Linked DNA regions of Mus musculus: all the other regions are linked to region 2. The links are chromatin contacts, called in public HiChIP or PLAC-seq maps. All regions are on one chromosome and are shown on one strand. The core of a region is the stretch at or near the end of the contact, and the rest is flanking DNA. Distances in the headings are between cores, read along the strand shown.

The links. HiChIP or PLAC-seq counts read pairs in DNA pulled down with a chosen protein or histone mark.
Region 1: a contact with region 2 is called in an H3K27ac HiChIP or PLAC-seq map of large pre-B cells, with 2.7 times the contacts expected there. The contact joins the enhancer-like site here to the promoter of Xkr7 in region 2. A contact is called at or near these places in 5 of 39 promoter capture datasets (the 3T3-L1 cell line, the C10 cell line, hippocampal neurons and 2 more), 1 of 484 Hi-C or Micro-C datasets (B cells) and 1 of 115 datasets of contacts at active chromatin or transcription factors (large pre-B cells).
Region 3: a contact with region 2 is called in an H3K4me3 HiChIP or PLAC-seq map of embryonic stem cells, with 7 read pairs. The contact joins the enhancer-like site here to the promoter of Xkr7 in region 2. A contact is called at or near these places in 5 of 39 promoter capture datasets (the C10 cell line, hippocampal neurons, liver and 1 more) and 1 of 115 datasets of contacts at active chromatin or transcription factors (embryonic stem cells).

The regions. Positions count from the first base shown.
Region 1 is chr2:153,559,651-153,564,072 of GRCm38.p6, forward strand. No RefSeq gene overlaps it. Among named protein-coding and RNA genes, the nearest start is that of Nol4l, 32 kb to the left of the region's middle. Within about 2 kb of position 1,716, at least 171 of the 459 cell types and tissues checked have an H3K27ac peak or open chromatin away from gene starts, as enhancers often do. A contact at or near this core is called in B cells, hippocampal neurons and pre-B cells, where this site is marked.
Region 2 is chr2:153,029,183-153,033,899 of GRCm38.p6, forward strand. Xkr7 (X-linked Kx blood group related 7) reads left to right here and starts at 2,670. Exons shown (of 3, transcript NM_001011732.1): 1 at 2,670-3,416. The coding sequence starts at 2,833.
Region 3 is chr2:153,608,454-153,612,900 of GRCm38.p6, forward strand. No RefSeq gene overlaps it. Among named protein-coding and RNA genes, the nearest start is that of Commd7, 22 kb to the right of the region's middle. Within about 2 kb of position 2,683, at least 131 of the 459 cell types and tissues checked have an H3K27ac peak or open chromatin away from gene starts, as enhancers often do. A contact at or near this core is called in embryonic stem cells, where this site is marked.

The DNA.
Region 1 (4,422 bases), core at 466-2,965, 530 kb after region 2:
CAGGCCTTTCTCACCTCTTTCTTCTCTTCCCAGTCTATGCCTCAGACTGGTGGGGACTCCGGAGTCTTGGGACTCCAGGGATTAGCCTATTTGCACCCACCTCCTCACTGGGCTGTGAATTCCCACATCCCAGAGCCTGCCCAGCCCAGCTGGCATGAGCCCAGAAAAACCTTAGGGGGGCCCAGCAGAGCCAAAGGGGCCTTGGTAAACATCAAGGTCTGCCTGCCTCCCCCTGTTGTAACAACAATATGAAAAGACACCGTTTCTAACTGTAACACTGGCTCACACTTCCCACGAGCCAGGTGCCACACACACTCTCCGCTCTGCTTTCTTTAAACCCTGCACTGTCTACAGGAACACATCGTGCTACATCCTAGGCTTTCAAAGAAGAAAATCAAAGAGCAGAAAAACTGACTCAACCCCCTGAGGTCAGAGGCCGAACTCCTGGCTAACCATTGAACAGCACGGCCAGATAGCTTGGAGTGGTAAACGGGACTCCATAGCACTGTTGAGACAATGACAAGAGTCCACACAGCTTTTTTGCTGTGTGAACTTAGACAAGTCTCGTATCTCTCTGGCCTCAATTCTCCTGCCTACAAAATGAACATAAACAATCCTCACTAATACAGCTTCCACAAGAGGGAAGAAGGAAGGCTGGACCTCCTACAATAGGATGGGTAAGGTGATTTGGTGGTCTCAAGGCCCCTCCCCTCACAGGCGAAACAAAAACAAAAACAGAAAAACAAACAGAGCCAATCCTGCTAAAGGCAGTGGCAGCGTGGTGCCTCTTTGAGAGGACCTGGGTGACTGAGCCATAAACATCGTTCCTAAGGGAGCTCCAGCAACCACAGCGTGTAGCACTCCTGGAGAGGGTTGGCATTGTTGGTAGTTAGATTTGGTGTCCTGGGTCTGTGGCTAGCAGCTGAAGAGAGGGACATGCACGGGCCCAGTTGAGCCCTAAGTACTGGAAGTCTGGGCACACCCGCCCGCCCCCATACCTGCTATCACCGTCCCACCTGGCAAGGGGAATGGTGCTTCCCCTGAGACTCCCCTGGGCTGTGCCAGCCTCCTGGTGCTGACAAAGCCTCCTCCCCTGCCCCCAGAGACGAATGAGCCTGTGAGAGTGCCAACAGAGGGAGCTGGGGGCTGTGCCTAGGGCTCATGCCACCCGCCCCGACCTTCCCAAGGCGCCCATGTCTCCCCCTGCCCCTTGGCCGCGGCTGGGGCGCCAGCCCCGTTGCTATGGCTGCCGCTCTGAGGAAGCTGCAGCTGGGTAATTATTGCGAACATCCATCCTGCCTCCTGCCCGCCCCAGAGCTGGGTAGCTAGCTGGTGGCCAAGGCTAGGACAGCCCCTCCTGGGCTCCCCACTGGCCACACCCAGCTAGCCTGGCTAGGTGCCCACTGAAGAGGAAAGGAGGGAAGACAAGCCGACAGAACAGGAACCGACCGAAGGAGCCCCCAAACTCCTGCCCTCAGCCTAGCCCAGCCTCAGAGCTGACCAACCAGACTGGCTCTTATTTTTCCAGCTGCATATGAAGCCAGCCTGAAAGCCTCCAGGGGCGAAGGGAAGCTGTCCCTGCCTTTCCTGGGTAGGGGAGCCTGTGGGAGTGTAATGACTCTGGCCTCTCACACAGCGACTGTCCCACTGCACGAGGAGTCCCCTGGGGCCCCACTGCAGGGCTCTGCCACCTCCTCCGCCCCAGAAGCTCGCCCTGGCCCTGGTGTCTAAATATAGCTCAGTCTGGCTGTGCTTGAAGTCACACAGACTCCTAACTGCCCTGGGTGGCCATGTGGAGGGTAGTGAGGGATATCCATTCAGCTACCCCAGACCCATCTCAGGAGCGCAGAGGGCGCCAGGCACCCAGCTGGGCTTGGTGCACATGGGAAGCTGGGGGGTGGGGGCTCTTGCCTTTCACACAATCCCCTCCAGTCCTGCACAGATATGATTAAGAAATTCCCTCTTAAAGAGAAGGGGAGGTCTCCTCACCCAGTCTGGGGACAGCAGGAAAGGGGGAGGGGGAGCAGTGCCGCAGAAGGCTTGCCAGAAGCAAAAGGACAGGTCAGAGTAGAGGGAAGGACAGAATGGCCTAAGGGAAGAGACCCTGGGATGGTTTCCTGTGATAAGAGCGTGGGGTGTACCACAGCGGCACAAGGCTCTGGGACAGTAGCTGGGACAGAAGGCTGCAGAGCACAAGGACACTGCTTTTCTTCCCCTTGGCCTCACTGTGCTCTGCACCGCTGACCTTGGAGGGTGCTTGGCAGAGGAGGTGTGCCCGGATCCTAGTATCTAGGAGTTCCTGAGACAGGAGCAGTCCCAGGGGAAGTAGGGCAGGTGGCAGGGCAGGGTAGTGGGTCATAGAGAAAGAAGAAGAAGAAGAAGAAGAAGAAGAAGAAGAAGAAGAAGAAGAAGAAGAAGAAGAAGAAGAGGAGGAGGAGGAGGAGGAGGAGGAGGAGGAGGAGGAGGAGGAGGAGGAGGAGGAAGAGGAGGAGGAGGAGGAGGAGGAAACAGGACGTAGGGGCGAGAGGCTGCGTGCCCTCCCATCCCCCTCCGCGGTCACAATGCCACCTAGTTTTGTGTCAACTTGACCCAAGCTAGAGTCGTTTGGGAAGAGGGAACCTCAGTGGAGGAAATGCTGCCACCAGATCGCCTTGTGGGACATTTTCTTGAAGATGATTGTGCGAGGGAGCCTGCTTTATTGTGAGTAGTGCTACACCCAGGCAGGTGGCCCTGGGTTAAAAGAAAGCAGGCTGAGTGAGCCTGAGGAGTAAGCCATTAAGCAGCACTCCTCCGTGGCTTCTGCTCCAGTCCTGGCCTCCAGTTTCCACCCTAACTTCCTGCCCTGACTTCCCTCAATGATGGACTATAATCTGTGAGGCAACACAAACCCTCTCCTCCGCACGTTGCTTCTAGTCATGTGTTTCACAGCAAAACAAAAACCCTAACTAAGACAGTCCAGGGCCCCTCAGGGGGACATCTGCTGAAGGAGAGCTCAGGCTGGTGCACAGACAAACCTAGGGCAACTGTCCATTCAGTGGCGAAAATGGCTAGGGCCCCAGTCTTTGTCATAGGGGCATCTCAGTTTTGATGTTCTTTAGGTGTCTGTCACACTTGCAGTCACAGCAATCAATCTCCCCCAATGACTTTCCCATTCCACAGCTCAGGCTGCCTTCCACTAGCTGGACACTGGGACAGAAGGAGGGAAGTGTCACTCCCAGACTGGGAAACTGAGGCTTGTTGAGGTGAAGAGATTTATCCAGAAGAGGAGAGAGGAGAGGGATGGGCGTCAAGCGCCCATCACTGGGGTAGCAAAAGAGGAGAACATAAAACTCAAAACTCAGGCTGGAGAGATGGCTCAGTGGTTAAGAGCACTGACTGCTCTTCCAAAGGTTCTGAGTTCAAATCCCAGCAACCACATGGTGGCTCACAACCATCCGTAATGAGATCTGATGCCCTCTTCTGGAGTGTCTGAAGACAGCTACAGTGTACTTACAAATAATAAATAAAATAAGTCTTTAAAAAAACCAAAAAACTCAAAACTCAAAATCGGGCCCCACACCCTTTAGCACTATGCCAACTGGGAATACAAGCCAGAGGGCAGGCACGGAGGAAACAGACAAGGCCCTTGGGAATTGTCAAGTCAGATCGCCAGTTCTTCTATCTTATAGATCAGAAGCTAAGGCTATGGCCAGCCCTAGACCCAAAGCAGGCTGCTGTTTCTCAGCTTCTGGATAGCAGACACTGGGTGGTGGAGTCCTGCTGACCCTGGCTAAGGTCAGCTAGCCATCTAGTATAAGGTCTATTGAGTGTGCGCAGGAAGAGCGGGTACCAGTGCAGGAGAACCCTGAGCTGACTGCAGCTACAGAGACCTGGAGCTTGAGTTACGGCCACCTGAGTGAAGCAGGGCATACCACAAGTCAGCACCAGTCATTTGTAGGGTTCGCATTCATCCAGGTGTCAATGAGGCTGAGCGTCAGGCAGCAAAATAGAAGAGGTGGGCAGAACAGGCACCAAAGAGTATCTGGCACCTGGTGTGGTGGTACACATCTTTAATCCTAGCCCTCTAAAGCAGACTCGGGGATCTTTCTGAGTTGAGGATAGCCTGGTCTACATAGTGGTCAGTTCTAGGACAGCTGGCCTACATGGTGAGACCCTGTCTCCAAAAAGCTGATGGAAGCTGGGGGTGATGATGCATGCTTTTAATTCCAGCATTCGAGGCCAGCCTAGTCTACACAGAAAATTCCAGGTATGCAGGACTGCACAAAGAAACCCTGACCTGCCCCCCCCCCCGGCCACTCCAAAATAATGGTATGTGGTGTGGTGTAGGGGGGTGTAGCTGGAGAAATTGCTCAGTGTTTGAAAGTACTTGCTGTTCAGAGGACCCAGATTCAGTTCCTAAGCACCCATACACATTAGGTAGCT
Region 2 (4,717 bases), core at 1,420-3,919:
TGTTGTCACTTAGAGTCACCAACACTGTGAGGCTCACAAGCCATTGCTTCTGTTGAGCAGGTTACTTTTATGACTGGGAATAAGAAGGTCACTGTTTCTCTGAGTTCATCGCTTACTCATTCATTAAGTTGTCCAATGTTCTGGAGGGGGTTTAAAGTTGTTCGTTTGTTTTTGATACAGGGTCATGCTATGTAGCTCGGATTGGTCTGCTGCCCACTATGAACCCCAGAATAGCCTTGGATTCACAACAACTCTCTTGCTTCACCCCTGCTCCTTACCCTAAGTGCTAGGATCACAGGTGTTTGTCACAATGCCTGGGTCTCATTAGATGATGTTTGTTTGTTTTCTTTATTTTATTTTATTTTATTTTATTTTATTTGAGACAGGGTTTCTCCTGCAGCCTTGGTTGTCCTAGAATTTGCTCTGTAGACCAGGCTGGTCTCAAACTCATAGAGATCTATCTGCTGCTGCCTCCCAAGTGCTGGGATTAAACGTGTGTCCCACCACTGCCCGGCTTTTATTTCTTTTATTTTAAAATACTATTATCTAGAGTTATATAAGGCTATCTTCATATTTTCATAGGCTACCAACTGAGTACCAGACCTAGCACCGAGCACTAGAAAGTCTCAGGGTAAGGAAAAGTAGGTGAGTTTCCCTCAGGAAGACCCCAGGCATCTCTAAACACTCACACATGCGAAGATAAACTGCTTGCTGGTGTGTCAGTGTGAAGAAAGGAAAGGCCAGGGTGCTGTGGCAGCGATAACCAGAGCATTGGGGAACATTCCTGAGGGTCAGGAAGCAGGGCTTCTGTGGGAAGACCCTCTTAAAACATCCCATTAATAGTTGTCCTCACTGTTGTGCTAGCAGGAAGGCATGGTGTATCCTTTATTTTGTTGTTCTATGAAGCCAAGAAAAACTGAGTGGTTTACCCAAAGCTGTGGAATCATGCAAAGACTATAGGTGTTCAACACAGATTTCTTTTTTTTTTTTCTGGCATCAGAGCATCAGACTGTACAGCCTGATTTCTGCTACTGCAGTTATCAAACTGTTTATGGGATATATGGAGGCTTCCATTTAGTTAGGACCCAGAGGTGGGATCCTATCTTTGCGGGTCCCATCCGAGCAAGCACCTGTGAAGTCATCGATACAGACCTCTAAGGACTAACAATGGGGTGTCAGGAGCCAGGCCGACTCTCTGACCCCACTTAAGGTTCTATATATATTAGATTGGCTTCTTTAGGAGTGATGAGTCTTTCTGACTGAAACCTCTAGCCTCCTGACAGCCTAAACATGGGCTGCTGGCCTCCAATCCACCTTGGAAAACTCCCTTAGCCCTTAACACCTCCCCTCTGCTTTTAGCTTTAGGCAACAGCTGGTACCCCAACCTCCCAAGCATCACTGAGACCAAAACGGTCCCTGGACACGAAAGGGAAGCCAGGCTGCAGGACAGCAGATGGCTGCTCCACCCAGCCCAGGGCAGCTGTCTCTTCTATCTTCCCTGTCACTCTGAGGCAGGGTGGTCCTTCCACCTCACTTCCTCCCCTCCTCACTCTTCCTCACTCCCTTGAGTTTTCAAAGCCTATTCGAGAGCCACGTTTGAATTTGTTTCTAACACTATGTGATTTTAAGCCACTAAATGTATCTTTTGACTCTATGTTTTCTCATCTATAGAATGGGCAGAACAATATAGACCATATAAATTGTGAGACTAAAATGATTAGCGATTCCTCATTGCTTAGAATAATGACAAAGAAATGGTTCAGTGTCCTAGGATATCCCATCCAAGCCAAGGTGTAGTTGTGTGGGAGTACTCAGGCACATGAGAGACCCCTAGCTCCTCTCATGGACTGTGTTTATAATGTTCCTCTGTTCTCTCCAGTTCCAGGCTGCTGCTTTGTGATCCCTGCTCCACTTTGGCTGCCAAGTCTTCTTGCTAAATCCTGACCTAGCCACCTAACTCCTCAGCTGACATTCTGCAGCAGGTGCCCCCGTTGTCACCTTCTGGCCCTTCAGGGTCCAATCCATCGGAAATCGCCAGTTTTATCGTTCTGCACCCCCACCCCCTCTTCCGGACATCCTAGAAAATGTGGCCTCCAGTGGTGATGGGAGTAGCTGTTTGCACTTGCTCTTTCCTTCCCAAGGGGTTCCCTCCCATCCCTTTCCTCTGCCTTGCCTAATCAGGCTAGTGGCCAGATGAACGCGGTTCCTAAAAGAAAGGTGATCGAGAGACCGAGAGACCGCAACTCAGAGAACCGCAGTTTCTCAGCTTGAAAAAGACAATGAGAAAAGAGATCTCTCAAGATCAAAGGAGGGGATGAAACAATAAGTGAACACGGGGGAACTAGGAAGTGGCGTTGGAAGGAGTGACTGCTAACGGGTTATGGCAGGTGCCCAAGCAGCTGCCCCCACCCCTGTCCTTTTATTCTCAGACCTCGGCCTCCCACCCTCCTGGGACATTGCAAGACCCAAACCACCGGAGGTACCACAGGAGATCAATGGAAAAGGAGAGGATAGGGCGGGGGCAGTCAAAGGGGGAGGCCAGAGGCAGAAAGCATGTGGTTGGGCCCCACGCCTCCGAGGAAGCCATGCGAGGGTGACCTGGGATGCTCTCCCCACCCCGGCCCCCTCCCTTCCCAGGGGGCGGCCCACATCCAGGCCGGAGCCCGGGCGGGGCGGCGCCGGCAAGGATGAATAATTGAGGTAGAGGGGAGGAGGAAGAGGAGCGGCGGAGGAAGAGCGGGAGGCGGGAGCCGCCCGCGCAGGGTCCTCCCCACTCCGCACCCCACCCGCTCCGCCGCCCGGAAGTCGCTCCCCGCCTCCTGCTCCGCCAACATGGCCGCGAAGTCGGATGGAGCGGCGGCCGTGGCCGGCCCGGGGCCCGAGGGGCCGGCGGGAGCAGATCGGGGCGGGGCGGGAGGGCGCGGGGAGGCTGCGGCGGGGATCGCGGGCCCGGGACCGGTGGAGGCGGGGTGCCCGGGGCCACGCTACGAGCTGCGGGACTGCTGCTGGGTGCTGTGCGCGCTGCTCGTGTTCTTCTCCGACGGCGCCACCGACCTGTGGCTGGCGGCCTCCTACTACCTGCAGGGTCAGAGCACCTACTTCGGCCTCACCCTGCTCTTCGTGCTGCTGCCCTCACTGGTCGTGCAGCTGCTCAGCTTCCGCTGGTTCGTCTACGACTACTCGGAGCCCGCGGGGACCCCGGGACCCGCCGTCAGCACCAAGGACAGCGACATAGTCGGAGCCGCCATCAGCACCAAGGACAGTGCTGTCGCCTTCCGGACCAAAGAAGGTAGCGCGGAGCTGGTCCCCCGGCCCGCACCATCCTCGGCCGGCACCTACCGCCGCCGCTGCTGCCGCCTCTGCGTCTGGCTACTGCAGACCCTCGTTCACCTCCTGCAACTCGGCCAGGTCTGGAGGTAGGAAAAGAGCAGGTGAAGGAAGCTTGAGTCTGGGAGTGGGATGCCGCCCCAGATCTGCTCTGGCCTTTCTAGCCCGCCCTGCTCCTGTCCTGACCCTCACCCCGACCCACTCCATTGCCGCTCTCATTTCTTTGCAGTCAGCTCCTCACCTCTGCAAAACTCTGTTGGAACCATAGCTTTGATCTGGCTAATGGGGCAAGATGGGGTCAGAGATTCTGAGTGATGTATGCAGAGAACAAGGGGACACTTGGAACAGGACCACAGCGATCCTTCCAGTCCTGACCCTTCCCCCATGTCCAGGTACCAAGCCTCGACTTAGGAAACCACTCAGAAGTCCTCCCTACCACTCACAGGCACTCAGTTTAGAATTGCAGCCCACCCCAACATCCTGGAAAAGGCAGCTAAATGACTATCCCGCCCAAACTTTCTGGTTTTGTAGAGAAAGGGCCTGGGGTGAACCCAATTCAGCACTGGTTAGCTCCTACTTCCTAAGGAGCTCCACAGTGCCGTCCCATCCCCCAAAAGGGACCAAGGAGATTTGGAATCTTGACTCTGACACTAGATGGCTACTGGCTGACCCTTAGTCTTCAGACCGGATGCTGAGGCTTCATTCAAACTGTTCACTTGCAGGCTTCATCCTTTGCCAGCAAGTAGGGTGCCTGCTGGGCTGAGGTAATTGGAGAGAGGGGGAATTCTAAACCACAGCTCCTCTCAAATCAGGATTACTCTAGTTCCTTGGGCTGTACTCTGCGGTGACAAAATGGGTTTGCTTACTGTGTGATCTTAGGCACACCTCCTCCTCCCTCCAAGTCTGTTCTCTCACCTGTGAAATGAGAGGAATCTCTGCTCTTCTCATCTTGCTGGCTTACTGTTTTGTTTTGTTTTTTTTTTAAACATGTTGGGATGAGCAGGCAAGAGGAGGTCTGTGTGGGGACTCTGGAGACTGGAACATATTTTGGGAATGTCAGGGATTACCGCGATTATAACGGAGGTGTGGAAAGCACAGGGAAAGCCACTCTTCAGATATAGAAGATGGTTATTTACTCTGTTGCATTTGAATGGATTCTGCCTAAGTCAGAAGACTTTGTTCTGAGCTGAGCATTGGACACTGGACCCCTGGTGTTTGCCCCAGCTGCTCACTTGCTCTGTGTCACCCTTGTTATTCTGTTGGCTCTCTCTCTGCCTTAGTTTCCCCATCTTCCCCAGCCAAGATGATGTGTATTCTACTTCTGTTGCCCCAGAGTAAGGGGAAGAGGAAAACACTATCCATGGTCTTATTATTATTAGCTTGACACACA
Region 3 (4,447 bases), core at 1,433-3,932, 580 kb after region 2:
AGTATATGGGCTGAAGCCATGGCTCTTCCCCGTTCCCTGGTGACATCCCTGCCTCTTCTGGTGTCCAGGGCTTTTGAAGTGACCACAGCCCCAGACTCTGCCAAGGATGAACCGGAGGCAAAAGGGGAGCAGTAGCCGGGCAGTGGTGGCGCACGCCTTTAATCCCAGCACTTGGGAGGCAGAGGCAGGTGGATCTCTGAGTTCAAGGCCAGCCTGGTCTACAGAGTGAGTTCCAGGATAGCCAGGGCTACACAGAGAAACCCTGTCTCCAAAAAGGGGGGTGGGGTGGGGAGGGAGCAGCGAGCAACCTTGGGTTCAGTAACTAATACCATAAAAATAAGTGCCCAGGGGGTGGGTCGGTGGGAGGGTATGGGGGACTTTGGGATAGCATTGGAAATGTAAATGAGGAAAATACCTAATAAAAACAAAAAAGTGCCCAGTAAAGGGTAGGGAGAGGGACCTCACTTCCCCCTCTCCCTCCTCAGGAAAGATCTTTTCACAAGAAACGGGTGTCAGCTATGGGGCTCAATAGACCCAAACCCTAGGAAATGGAATGCCTAGTTAGGGAAGCAGGCGTGTTGAAGAATTAAGTACAGGGACAGAAGTCCCCACCAGAGCACTGTGGGCGAAACAAAGAGATGGTGACCTCCATGGGGAGGTCAGTATCTGTCACAACGCAAAGGAGGCTGAACAGGGAAAAGTGCAGTGACATCAGTTGCCACCCCCAGCCGTGCTGGCTATCCAGAAGGGCAGCGGACTGAGTCCCAACAGACGCACGTGCTTCTGCGGACTCACTCCTCCAGCCAAGGTCTACACTCATGGAAGTAGTCACCCCTGCCTGGCTCCTGGTCAGCATGAGTAGGGCCGGAGAGAGGAGTTGGCACACTGATTCAAAGGTAGTCCCCAAGGAAAGACTGGGGCCAGCTTCCAGGCCTGTGTATTTTTTTTTAGGTCTATCTATCTATCTATCTATCTATCTATCTATCTATCTATCTATCTATCTATCTATCTATCTATCTATCTATCTATCCAGACAGGATTTCATGTTGCCCAACCTGGCCTCAGATTTGCAAAGCTGGCCTTGAATCCCCAGTCGTCTTCTCTACACATCCCAAGGGTCAGGATTACAGGCATGCACCACTACTGCCACTCCTGGAACCTTTCATCTTGTTTTTCTGTCCCTTGGCTGGCAGGACAGGCCTCTTTCCAGAGACTTGGCACAAAATTCCAAGGCTTGGCCTGCTGACAAGGCGGTGGGAGGAGGCCTGCGCCAGAGACTCCTCCCCACTCCACTCTGAATTCATCGCCACTGCTGACCGCTAGAGGGGGCTGGAGCCCAGTGACCCCTGCCATTATGAGTCTCGGAGCCGGCAGTCACCATCACCTCAGCAGCCCCTAAGGTCTTTGTCTCTGCTCTCTGAGGCCTGTGCTGGAGGGCAGGGGCAAAGCTAAGCAGGGGCTGGCCTTCCTGGGCTCATCTCAGCGCCCTTACGGAGCCCAGTGAGGCAGGCCACAGAGTGAATAAAGGGTAGACTGAGGAAGAAGCCCTACTTCTGGCAAGTAGGTGGCTGACCTTCTCAAAGCTTCCTGAACTCATGCAGAAGGAAAGACCCCTTACCCTAGCGGGGACCTCCGGAGCCCTGACTCCCCTTAGCTGCCTCTCTCTCTAGCTCAGCCTCTGTTTCTCCTTACTTGACACAGGACTTATGGAGCCCAGGCTGGCCTCAAATTCACTGTAGCTGAGGCTAGTCTTGGATCCCTAATTTTCCTGCACTGGCTTCTCTCCTTCCAAGTGGTAGGATGACGGGCACATGACACCATGCTGGCTTCTTTTTATTCTAGTGCTTGTTTGTTTGTTGTTGTCATTGTTGAGACAGTTTCATTTTGTTACTTTGACTGGTTTGGAGCTCTCTATGTAGACCAGGCTAGCCTCAAGCTCAGAGATGCACCTCCCTCTGTCTTCCAAGCGCTCAGACTGAGACACACCACCACACGGGCTTAGGTTTTTTTTGTTTTTTTGTTTTGTTTTGTTTTTTTGAGATAGGGTCTCACACTATAGCTTCTATAACCCTGGCTATCCTAGAACTCACTAAGTGCCCCTCCTGCCTCTACTTCCTGCATGAGCCACTGTGGGCTCTGCCCAGGCTTTGAGATGGATCTGAAAACCCTACCACTGTAGCCACAAGCACAGGGTTTCTCCCAGGAACGATTTCTCAGAACTTTGGATATTTCTTTGAATATTCCTAGATTCAGTGATAGAATAAACCAGGGGGAAGAGCTGGGGTCTGGTACGTGGGTGGAGAAGGCAGAATCGTTGCCTATCTCTCCCTCCTGCTTTCCTAGGAGCTCAGCCCCCACCCTGCTCCCACCCTATGTTCTAGCTCCTAGGCCTGGCTGCAGAGGCCGCTGTGGAAGAGTGTTACTCCCCCTCCCCGGACACCTCTGCTGGAGGCATGGCAGGCTCCAGGCAGGCAGCGGTGCCAAAAGCTGCTGACAGCGGCCTTCTAAGAAGGAGGGAGCCTGGAGACAAAGACAGAGGAGGAGAAGCCCAGTGGGGCTGCTCCTCCCCCACTGCCACCATAAGCTAAGAGAAGCTGGGAGGAGAAAAACCGACAAAGACCACCGATGTCCCAAACCGCAGAGTTCTGAGCTGTGCAGGCCTTTCCGTCTCTGGAGCCAGCTGCCTGCCCTGGGCAGATTAGGCTCCGGAAAAGAGGCCTGCGCCCCAGCCCTTGTAGCTCTGGCTGAGTCTTAGTCAGTCCTGTCAGGAAATCATTCATAAAAAATGACACCTTCACAGGGCCCTCTCCTCGGCCACACAGCCTCAGGGCCAGAGCCCCTGTCTCCAGCTTCCCCAGACCTCCTCTTTTTCCTCCTCCTGGAAGGAGACCTACGAAAAGCACATGAAGTAAGGCCAGCTCAGCCCAGCAAACCAGCCCTGGTGGAGCATCCACCCTGGGGACAAGAGTGGGGTCAAGAAGGACTTCACTCAAGTATGAACACGCGAGCAAGTGTCACTGACAGCTTCCAAAGGTTTCCAGCGCCATATGGCGGTGGGCATTTATTTATTTATTTAATGGGTGGACGTCTAGAGTCAAGTCTCCTAGCATTCTCCCTGGGCCCAGCTTGGCACATTATAACTGGATCAATCTACCTTAAAGGAAAACAAATCCATGGAAGGGAAATGACCAGCCCTAGGTCACCAGAGACTCCCAAGGGTAGATAATGCCATTGGAATCTGGGAACTAGCCCCATGAGGAAGAATTGAGCTCTTAATCTTAGCCCTGAGTATCTGTCCCCACCCCACCCCACCCCAGCCCCCTGCTGACTTCTGTCCAATTACCCTTGTTTTCTCTTCCCCTACCCTGGCCCTTTGTTTCCTAAAGATACAAAGTATGCACTGGCCTCAGGGCCTTTGCAGGTGCCATTCCTCTGTGCCTCATTACTAGGTTAGGCTTCTTCATCCTGCAAGACCAGATCAGATCAGCTTCTCAAATAGACCTTCCCAGAACACCATAAACTCCCACTCTGTGTTACCCCCTCCCCCCACCTAGAGCCCCCACCTATTGCTACATTCCTGCAATCCCAGCTATTTAGGATTCTGAGGAATGCCTGACTAGGTTACAGAGCCAGTTTAAGACCAGTTTGGGCAACTCAGTGAGACAGTATCTCAAAAGGAAGCTGTCGCTCTCCAACAGCTTAGCAAGCATGAGGACCAGAGTTCAAGTCCCTAGCATCCCTGTTAAAAACTGGACATGAATGCACACCTATAACTCTAGCTTAGTGGGAGACAAACAGGAGGATTGCTCTATCTCTCTATATATTATATATATAAACAAAATCTTTAATAAATGAAAATATGAAGACACTGGAAGTTTACCAAGCCTACATTGACCGATGTGTGTGTGTGTGTGTGTGCGCACACACACACACACACACACACACACACACACACACACCCGACTGTTCAAAAATGTCTTTAGAGATCATCTGAATGAATTCCTGCTTGTGGATTGCTTGGTTGGTTTTTAAAACAGGTAGCCCAGGCTGGCCTGGAACTTTATATGTAGTTAAGGGTTGCCTTGGATTCCTGCTCTTTTTACCCCACTTCCTAAAAATCCTTGTTTTATAGTTGAGGGAACCACCCAGGAAAGAGGAAGAAGGGAATACCTCTATCCAGGATTTACACAGAACAGGGAGGGAAGGGCTGGGGCAGGGTGTGGTCTGGGCTCCTTTCAGGGGAACAGCAGATGCCTTAGGTTTCTAAGGACCTGGAGTCTGACACACTTCCAGCATCTTGGCTGAGTTCCACCTAAAATCCTTGTGCACATTTTGGGATCTGTAAACCCCACCCTCCAGCAATCTCTGGGCTAAGCACTAGCGGAAGCCCAGGGGCATTGTCTAGGAAAATTCCCCTCTCTTCACCGAGCTGCTTTGCAAGGGCTCT